2 separate regions of the Mus musculus genome follow, and region 1 is linked to region 2. A link is a contact called in public promoter capture Hi-C data. All regions are on one chromosome and are shown on one strand. Each heading gives the region's core, a stretch centred on a gene start, on an enhancer-like site or on the middle of the called end of the contact. The rest is flanking DNA. Distances are from core to core; before and after follow the strand shown.

The links. Capture Hi-C pulls out chosen DNA fragments and counts their contacts.
Region 1: a promoter capture Hi-C map of liver shows a contact between it and region 2. The contact joins two enhancer-like sites. A contact is called at or near these places in 1 of 115 datasets of contacts at active chromatin or transcription factors (astrocytes) and 1 of 9 other capture datasets (liver).

What each region holds. Positions count from the first base shown.
Region 1 is chr4:6,917,825-6,921,887 of GRCm38.p6, forward strand. All of the region lies in intron 1 of Tox (thymocyte selection-associated high mobility group box), which reads right to left. Among named protein-coding and RNA genes, the nearest start is that of Tox, 71 kb to the right of the region's middle. Within about 2 kb of position 1,402, at least 5 of the 459 cell types and tissues checked have an H3K27ac peak or open chromatin away from gene starts, as enhancers often do. A contact at or near this core is called in liver, where this site is marked.
Region 2 is chr4:6,373,445-6,377,670 of GRCm38.p6, forward strand. Sdcbp (syndecan binding protein) reads left to right here. Exons shown (of 9, transcript NM_001098227.1): 2 at 3,633-3,698. The coding sequence starts at 3,648. Among named protein-coding and RNA genes, the nearest start is that of Sdcbp, 9.9 kb to the left of the region's middle. Within about 2 kb of position 2,682, at least 54 of the 459 cell types and tissues checked have an H3K27ac peak or open chromatin away from gene starts, as enhancers often do. A contact at or near this core is called in liver, where this site is marked.

The DNA of each region.
Region 1 (4,063 bases), core at 152-2,651, 540 kb after region 2:
TGCCTGTTCTTCCTCTAAACTCTCATCCTTAACCCAGAGCAACACAGAATGTTGAATTGCATTACAAATGAAACTGTACTTTTTACAGTACCCCACCCTTTAAGAACAAAAATTCCCAGGTTCAGCCTGAAGCATCTTCTAAGAACACAAGCTTGATGTTTGGCATGGGACCAGTGGGACCAGGGGGTTAGGGCCATTGAACCTGTACATTTAGCCATGCCTTCACTAAATGAAGGAATATTATGGAATGTTCTCTGCCTGTAGCTTTCATGCATACTCCCTCTTGCTCTGTCTGCCGTAGAAACAGACAGGTTAGTGCTATCCATAAAAATAAGAACCATACACTCCATCTAATAAAACAACAGATTTCCATTGTTAAGCAGCATAAACATGTGTACAACTGGAACCAATCACTTAACAAGAATTATGGTGACTTCAGTAAAATTGTAATTCCTGGGTTATGTCCATTCCTATTTTGTTTATTTGCCTAAGCAAATAAACAGGAGCTATGCACTCCATGAGTGATATACGATGCCCTCGGAGACTACAGTCACTTGCTTTCTTTGACTTTTATTCATTTACTCAATAAAATGTTTAGTGAAAACCATGGCCTGTGGATATTGTGGGGTCCTGTTGTTGGAGAATATAAACTGTGATATAGCCTGAAATATTTCTTTTGTGATCAGCTATGATGGCAGTGTGACTAGGACTCATAAGAACAATGGGATGGAACAGGTCGGCTGTTCAAACTGGAGACCGAGAACAGCCGACATGTGGAAACACCATGTGCAGCCCATTCAGCCATTGAGCACAGTTCCTGCTGCTTGCTAGAATTCTCTCAGGCATTTTCACAACACCCTTAGGCTCTACTGTAGTTTGGGTCTTAGGTGTCTCCCAAAGACCCACACTAAACACTCAGTCCCAGCTTACCACAGTAGGAGAATGGTATTAAACACTTGGTCCCAGCATTGAGAGGGGACTTTAAAAAGTAAGGCACAGTAGGAATTCTAAGGACTAATGAACTCAGAAGTTGATGGGATCCCAGCCCCTTTCTCTTACTCTTTTGTTACCTGCACAGGAAGGCATTAGTTTTGTTCTACTGTACATTCAACTGTGATGTTCTGTCTTGATCAGGGTTTAAAGGGATGGGTCCAAGAGATTATAGACTGAGAGCCCAGAGAATCTTCGCTCTGCCAGTTGGCTTTCACATGGCTTTGTTGTAATAATGAAAGCCTGGCTAGTACAGGGGGCTCCCATTTCATACATTTCAGAGAGGAACAATTAGCCCAGGGAGGTAAAAACTCAGTTATGTAACTTGCCTTGGCCACAGCGGGCTAGAGTACAAGTTCTTCTGTTTGCAACATTGGCTTTATATTTAGCCATATCGATCATAATCAGAATGTTCTGGAAGCTGGAGAAACAGAATACAGGTCAGAGTTGGGTGGAGTGAGTACTTAGAACAGTTCCTATGAGGAGGTGCTCTTTGAGTTAAATTTTATGTGTAAGTAAGTCATTTAGTGAAATGGTTTCAGTGTAGCATGTTCCAAAGAGTGGGGCATCCCAAGGTATGGAGTTCACTCTCTTGGAAGGCATGGGCTGCCAATGATAGATAGCCTGTTGCTTATACTGTGAGTAGCAGAGAGAAGCCCAGAGAGCTAGAAGTCTAATCAGGGCACTAACTGCAACTTGTACAGTGAGGTTAGGGCCATTGGACCTGTACTGTGTCTCATCCTCAGTTTTACAGAAAAGAGTTTCAAATTTTACTCATTTCAGAACACTGTTCCTCTTCCTGGAGACTATAATGTTTTTACGCTGTACAAACACTAAGTATCAAACCTCTACCCAGCAGTCTGTCTCTGAACAAATCATGAGGTTCTTTCCTGTCTAAGAAAGTTTTGTCAGTGAAAACATTGTAGTGGCCAATAAAATTAAAGCACTTTTGTAAATGGCAGATGCCAGTATTTATAGCATAAAACTACCTTATACATCGCTAGTGTTAATAGTAGTATAATTTGGAATTTCTTCTTCGGTCTGTTGTATGTATGTGCCCTTAAGTGTTCACCACTGAAGGTACTGGTCATGCTGCTAAGATTCACGTTGAGTCACTTGCTTCATCAGCTTTAGCAGACACAGAAGACAGACCCAAACGCCGGTCTCCTATGTGAAAGTTTAAACAGCAATCTGTTTGTAAGTACTGACTGCTGGCCAATGGGAAGAGGTGCAGGGTTGGTTCTCAACTCAAGGGCAGCTGGCTCTGATCAGAACATGCTGCAAAATCACACAGAACCACGGAGACATCACAGTGACTGAAAATAAAGGTAAAGATAAAACTTTAAAAACATGATTTTTTAAAATGCGAAATAAAAAGAAAAAATTATGTTTTTTGGTTTTTTTGTTGTTGTTGTTGTTGTTGTTGTTTTTAATCTGGGCTATCCTACTATCCTTTACAAATACAGAGATCCTTTGGTATGGAGAGATGAATCATTCATGGAAGGCTAGGCTCACAACTTAAAAGATAAGATGATGACAGAACCTTGTTGCCCTTCCCAAACCTTCACACAATGTCACCTGAAAAGGAGGCCTAAAAGCAACCATCATTTGTGATGAGCTGAGAGAATCCTTGAGTTCAATCCCCCACAAACAAAAGAGGTGATTTCTATAGCATGTGAGAGCTCATTATATGATTAGGTTGCTTGACAAAAAGTGCCCATAGTTGACCACTCAGGCTCTGTGGCTACATATGATAAAGTGCTCTCCTGGTGAGCTTGAGGCCTTATGTTCAATCCTTAGCTCACTTTAAAAAAAAAAAAGAATCATGACAATGAAATATGAATTGTGTGTATATACATCTGCCTTAAGCATATCCATAGTTATAATTGTAAATTCAGGAAGTTTGTTTTCATTAAAGTCCTTAAACTCTTAAAGCTTCAGTGACTGAGGATATTACGCAGGGGCAGGGAGGCACTGGGTTTGACCTTCAGCACTAAAATAGTTAAATATTACTCTGCCATCACACATCACATTGAGCATATAATTTTTCTGAAATTTTTCATTATCTTTGGGGGTTTGTGGCTGTCTGTACGCAAGGTATGTGTTTCTAAAAGTTCATGTGAGTGGAAGAAATGTCAGTAAAACTAATAAGGCAGTTAGCCAATAAAGAAAGTTTGATTTTTCTCTTCTTTAACAATTAGAAATGTGTTTCCACTGACTCCCCCAAGTTATTTTCTGACCTCTACATACAAGCACACACACAAACATACTGAAATACAATGAAAATTAAAACAAAAATATATTTAACAAATTTGTTCTTTGCTTCGGCGATCTCCTCTCCTACGTAAGCCAAGTTATCAGTGTTTTCTTCACAATAAGAGGATCATTTCAAAACAACAGTAGCCATTTAGGACAGATTATGGGACTTAATTTTGCACACATTGATAAGACAGAAGCCATAGTGCCATCGAAAGTTAAGATTATCTTGGTACAGTGACATTGTATTAGAGGAGGAGGCTTGGTTTGGGGACCATTGGCCTTGGCCTGCTAGAAAATGAACAGTTCCTCCAAAGGACACAGTGCTTTCTTCTCTTCCAAGCTCTCGGCCTTGCAGGACCCTGGAGACAGGATGCTTGGTGCTTGCTCTGCAATCCCTTTAACGCTCCCACGCCACCAGCCTCTCCTTTCATGAGTTTTGACTTGCTCTTTTTATTTTTATGCATTTCTCCTCTGTTGGTTCCACTGGAAAGCTAAAACTGAGGTGCCTGGTAAAATTTCATCCATAAAAGACAGCACTCGGCTCCCCTGTTCTCAGAGACCCATGTCCATGATACTTAGAATTCTCCTAACCATCCTGGAGTGTTAGGCATAAGAACTGACATTCAGTGGTGATGTGTTTTCGCCACTGATCAAACGACAGTTGGACTAAAGGACCTCTGACCTCCCTTCCAAGTTTCCAAAACAAAACAATATTCTCCAAAGACCCAGAACTCACTTAAGAGCTGCAGTGACTTGTAATCCTATGTAATGTCAAATCACATCAGTCATTCATTAGGGGACTTATCTAAAACGT
Region 2 (4,226 bases), core at 1,432-3,931:
TAGCCAGGGGAAACACATTTAACTTTATCAAAGAAAAGACTTTTGTGCTACAAAGAACACTCAAAATTAAAGGCAGTCTAAGGAATGGAAGGAAAATGTTTGAAAATCTATCAGATAGGAGTATGTGATATGTCTGAACGTATACCCGCCTTCAAAATTCATTGTTTAAGTTCTGCAAACATGAAGGTGAAATTGAGTTTTGGGGAGTGAGATTTGGGGGGCTTTGCTCTTACAACCTGAGCTAGAATCCTGACAGTAGAGACACCACAGAACTGTCCTGTCCCTTCTGCCTTGTGAAGGCACAATGGAAAGTGACTGTCTGTGGCACAGGACAGGATACTTCTCCCTGTTCTCGAACCTTCTAGTGTGCAGAACTTTGAGAATTAAATTTGTATTTATAAACTAGCCAGTTCCACTGATTTTGAAACCTGAATGAATTTAGAACCTGATGCCTAGAATTTAAGCAGAACCGTTACCATTCTAAACACTCCAGTTAAATAAACAGGCAGGGGCTTTAAGTAGGCGTTTCTTCGTTGATGGAGGATGTAGGTGTAGTAAGGTAGCAAGTGGCCCAGTGCATGAAAGGATGCCAGTGTCATCATTGTTAGGAGGATGCGGTTCTGAGCACATTGACATGCTATTTCACGTCTAGCGTGGCCGTTAGCCAAACCAGATTGTAGCAGTAAGGAAATGGAGAAATAAGAATTCTGAGAGTATAAAAATAGTGTTATCCCTTTAGAAACAGTTTGATCATTTACAAAAACGTTAAATGTATTGATTTAGAAGTCATGTTCTTAGTTACATATCAAAAGTATAAAAGGCATATCTTTATGCAAAAATTCCTGAAGCATATATATTAATTATCAAGAACATTATTCATTATGGCCCTAAGGTCCAGATGAGAATGACTAAACATAAAGTGGTATAGAAACAATCTAAAATATTCACTTTAAAAGGATAAAATGCTGATAGATGAATGCCGCAGCATCGATGACCTTTAGCATACCATATGGTAGGAAGGAAGCCGACAAAAGGCCATGCATTCCATTAATCTCAGTTAAATTGTCCACAGATGTAAATCCAGAGGCAAGCGGCCTACATGCCTGAAGCTGGAGTGTGGATGGCATGGGGAAGGGGAGAGGAGTCATTTGAGTGCATAATAATATTCCAGTATTAGAAGTGGAATGATTGAATAGCTCATGTTGATATGAAAAATAAATTCTTAAAAAGGATTTGAGTTTTTCTGTATGTCAATTGTTGCCCACCCAAGACATAGAACTCTAATGATTTTTAATAAAATGTAATGGACAGTATTAGTACCTATAGCATGATTAAATACATGGTGATTGGTTAGTAAACAGGAATCCATTTATTTTACTTTTGTTGTTTGAGACAGGTTCTTTCTGTGTAGTCCTGAAACTTGCTGTGTAGATCTGGCTGGCTTGGAACCCATGATCTGCTTTCTTCTGCTTCTCCACATCCAGCTTTTTATTTTTGAGATTATAAAGTAATTACAACATTTCTCCCTTTCCTTTCTTCCCTCTAAGCCCTCCAATGTACCCTCCCTGCCGTCTTTCAAATTCAGGACATCCTTTTTCATCTTATCATGTGCATGTATGTGTGTGTCTTTATATTTATATTCCTAAATGTAACCCGCACAGTCTGTAATATACTTTGCAGGGCTGACCATTTGAAGTTGAATAACCAGTTAGTATGTTCTTCCCTGGGGAAGAGCCCCCACTCCCCAGCATTTTTAGTCGTCTGTATTTCTTTGTGTAGGGTTGAGGCCTTGTGGTCTTTGCCTGTCTGCATTGGCATGTATGTTATTGTCCATATTCAGCTCATGGATAGGCAGCTGTGTTGGTGAGACTTTTATGGACGTATTTTCAACATTACTAGGATACATAGTCTTACAGCAGCTCCCTGATTTCTGATGCCTACAAGCTTTTCCACCCCTCTTCTGAAGTGTTTCTGAGCCTTGGGTACAGGAGTGTTTTGTAGACAGATCCACTGGGACTGGGCCTCACAACTGCATTTTGATTGGTTTTGTGGTTTTCTGTATTGGTTTCTATCTGTTGCAAAGAGAAGTTTTTTGGGTTTTTTTGTTTTTTTTTTTGTTTGTTTTGTTTTTGTTTTTTGTTTTTCGAAGTTTTCTTGCTGAGGGGTGAAACTACACTTTGTGATACAGATACTTAGAATGTAGTTAAGAATTATGCTAGTTTAGTAAAGTGTGGTTGTGTTCTTCCAGTATCCGCAACCTCACTAGCACTGAGTAGTTAGCTAACTTAGGAAATGTATGGTGTCTTCACCATTCATCTCTGGGGCAGTAGCCATAGGGTGTATGTTTTGGGGGTCTCTTAAGACAGCCCTGGCCAATAACTCATGTCTTTCGTTGGGGTGCTGTTGTAGTAAGTAACCATCACTGGGACTGAGAACGTGCACAGAGGGACAGACTGCCTGCTGATGGCTTCGTTCTGGGTCTTGTGAGACGCTTCTTAGGAGACATGGTGGAACGAACTTACAGTGACTTTTCACTTTAGCATGTCACAGTTTAGAATTTACTACCAATCCATAGGAAAGGGTTTCTGGGTGAACTGTTCCTTCGGAGTAGCCTGATGGCTTTCTCCTGCTTTTCTGCTCATTATAGCATGGCTAAGCTTGTTGAATCATCTCCCCGTGGTGGGAACTGCTAGAGAAGCAGGTTCTGTAGGAGCCTGGTTGGAGAGTGTGCTGGCTCCAGCATGGCTGAGAGGCTGGCTGCCCTGGCCAAGAGCTCAGCAGCCTCCTCCTCTAAGCAGTGCAGGCAGGCTTTAAAAGGTTCAGCTCTGGGTTTGGAGAGCAGGAAATAAAGAATAGATTTGGAAGTGGGAGGTGATGGAGCAGGCTCAGTGATTTGCCAAACCTATTAGTAATTAGTAATTGTTTTATTTGGCTAAGTGGAAGTCTCAGGCATTTACCTCAGAATAGCTAAACAAAACTTAAAACATGTGTCTGTGTAATATTTCAGATAATTTTATTTTAAATTGCTACGAAAAGCAATTTATGGTAGCTTAACAAACATTGAACTATATATAGAAATGCTAACAATGAAAGGCAATAGTTTCCTTTTTTACATCCCTTCCCTCTAGCTAAAACCATTGCTAAAAATATAGATGGCATATGTTAAGTTTTTCCATATACTATGAGTATCTTCCTAGTGCAGTTTGCCTGCATACTATTTTCTGTTGGCACTGTTGGTAGAAGGTAATATGTCTGTCCACGCCCAAGAGTGTTTTGTGAAAGGCTCTTTCCTGACCCTGGTTTAGCTGAGGAGTACTGTGTCAGCTGAGGGTAAGCCACGTGCTTTTCTTCTTTGATTTTCACAACTTGTGAAATGAAGGGAGCTTTTCTTGATGTTTAAAATCCAAGATGAATGTAGTTGGGTAGCTGTGGGAACAGAGAGACAGTTTGGTAACAGCTGTTAAATGTCTACTAACTATGATATGCCTTAAATAGTCCCATTATTTTTGTTGTAGTTGTTTTATTTTTATTTTGTTTTTTAAGCTTTTTTATTGTATTAAACATTTGTTAAATGTTTATATCCATATTGTTGGCTGTACATACTGTGTGATACTTTTTTTTTCATTTTTTAGAAAATATCTGCAGAAATGTCTCTTTATCCATCTCTTGAAGATTTGAAGGTAGACAAAGTAATTCAGGTATGTTTGCTTTTCGTTTAAAAAATGTTTCATAATGTTTTCTTTGAAATCAAACAGGAGATATTCATTAGTTGGTATATTCCTAAGTCTGTTTAAGTCTCTTGTAGACTAAAACATTGATTAGAAATTCGTTTTTATTTCTCTGTATCTATTAGCCCTGGGGTAAAATTTCTTTCTTAGATAAACAGAAGTTAAGTTGTATATGTGTGTGTATGTTTGTATACATGCATCTTGAAAGTAAACTTGGAAGTCGGGGCATTAGATCTGTTGGTAGTGTAGTTGGAGTTAGACGGTTGTGAGCTGCTAGGCTCCAGGGCTGGGAACTGAACTTGGGCCTGCCCAAGAGCACTCCTCCCCCCCCTCCCTCCCTTTGTTTCTTTCTCTCTCTCTCTCTTTCTCTCTCTCTCTCTCTCTCTCTCTCTCTCTCTCTCTCCTCCCTCCCTCCCTCCCTCCCTCCCTTACTCTCTTCCTCCCTCCCTTCCTTCCCATTGGTGTTGTATGTATGTATGAATGTCTGTGTGAGAGTGT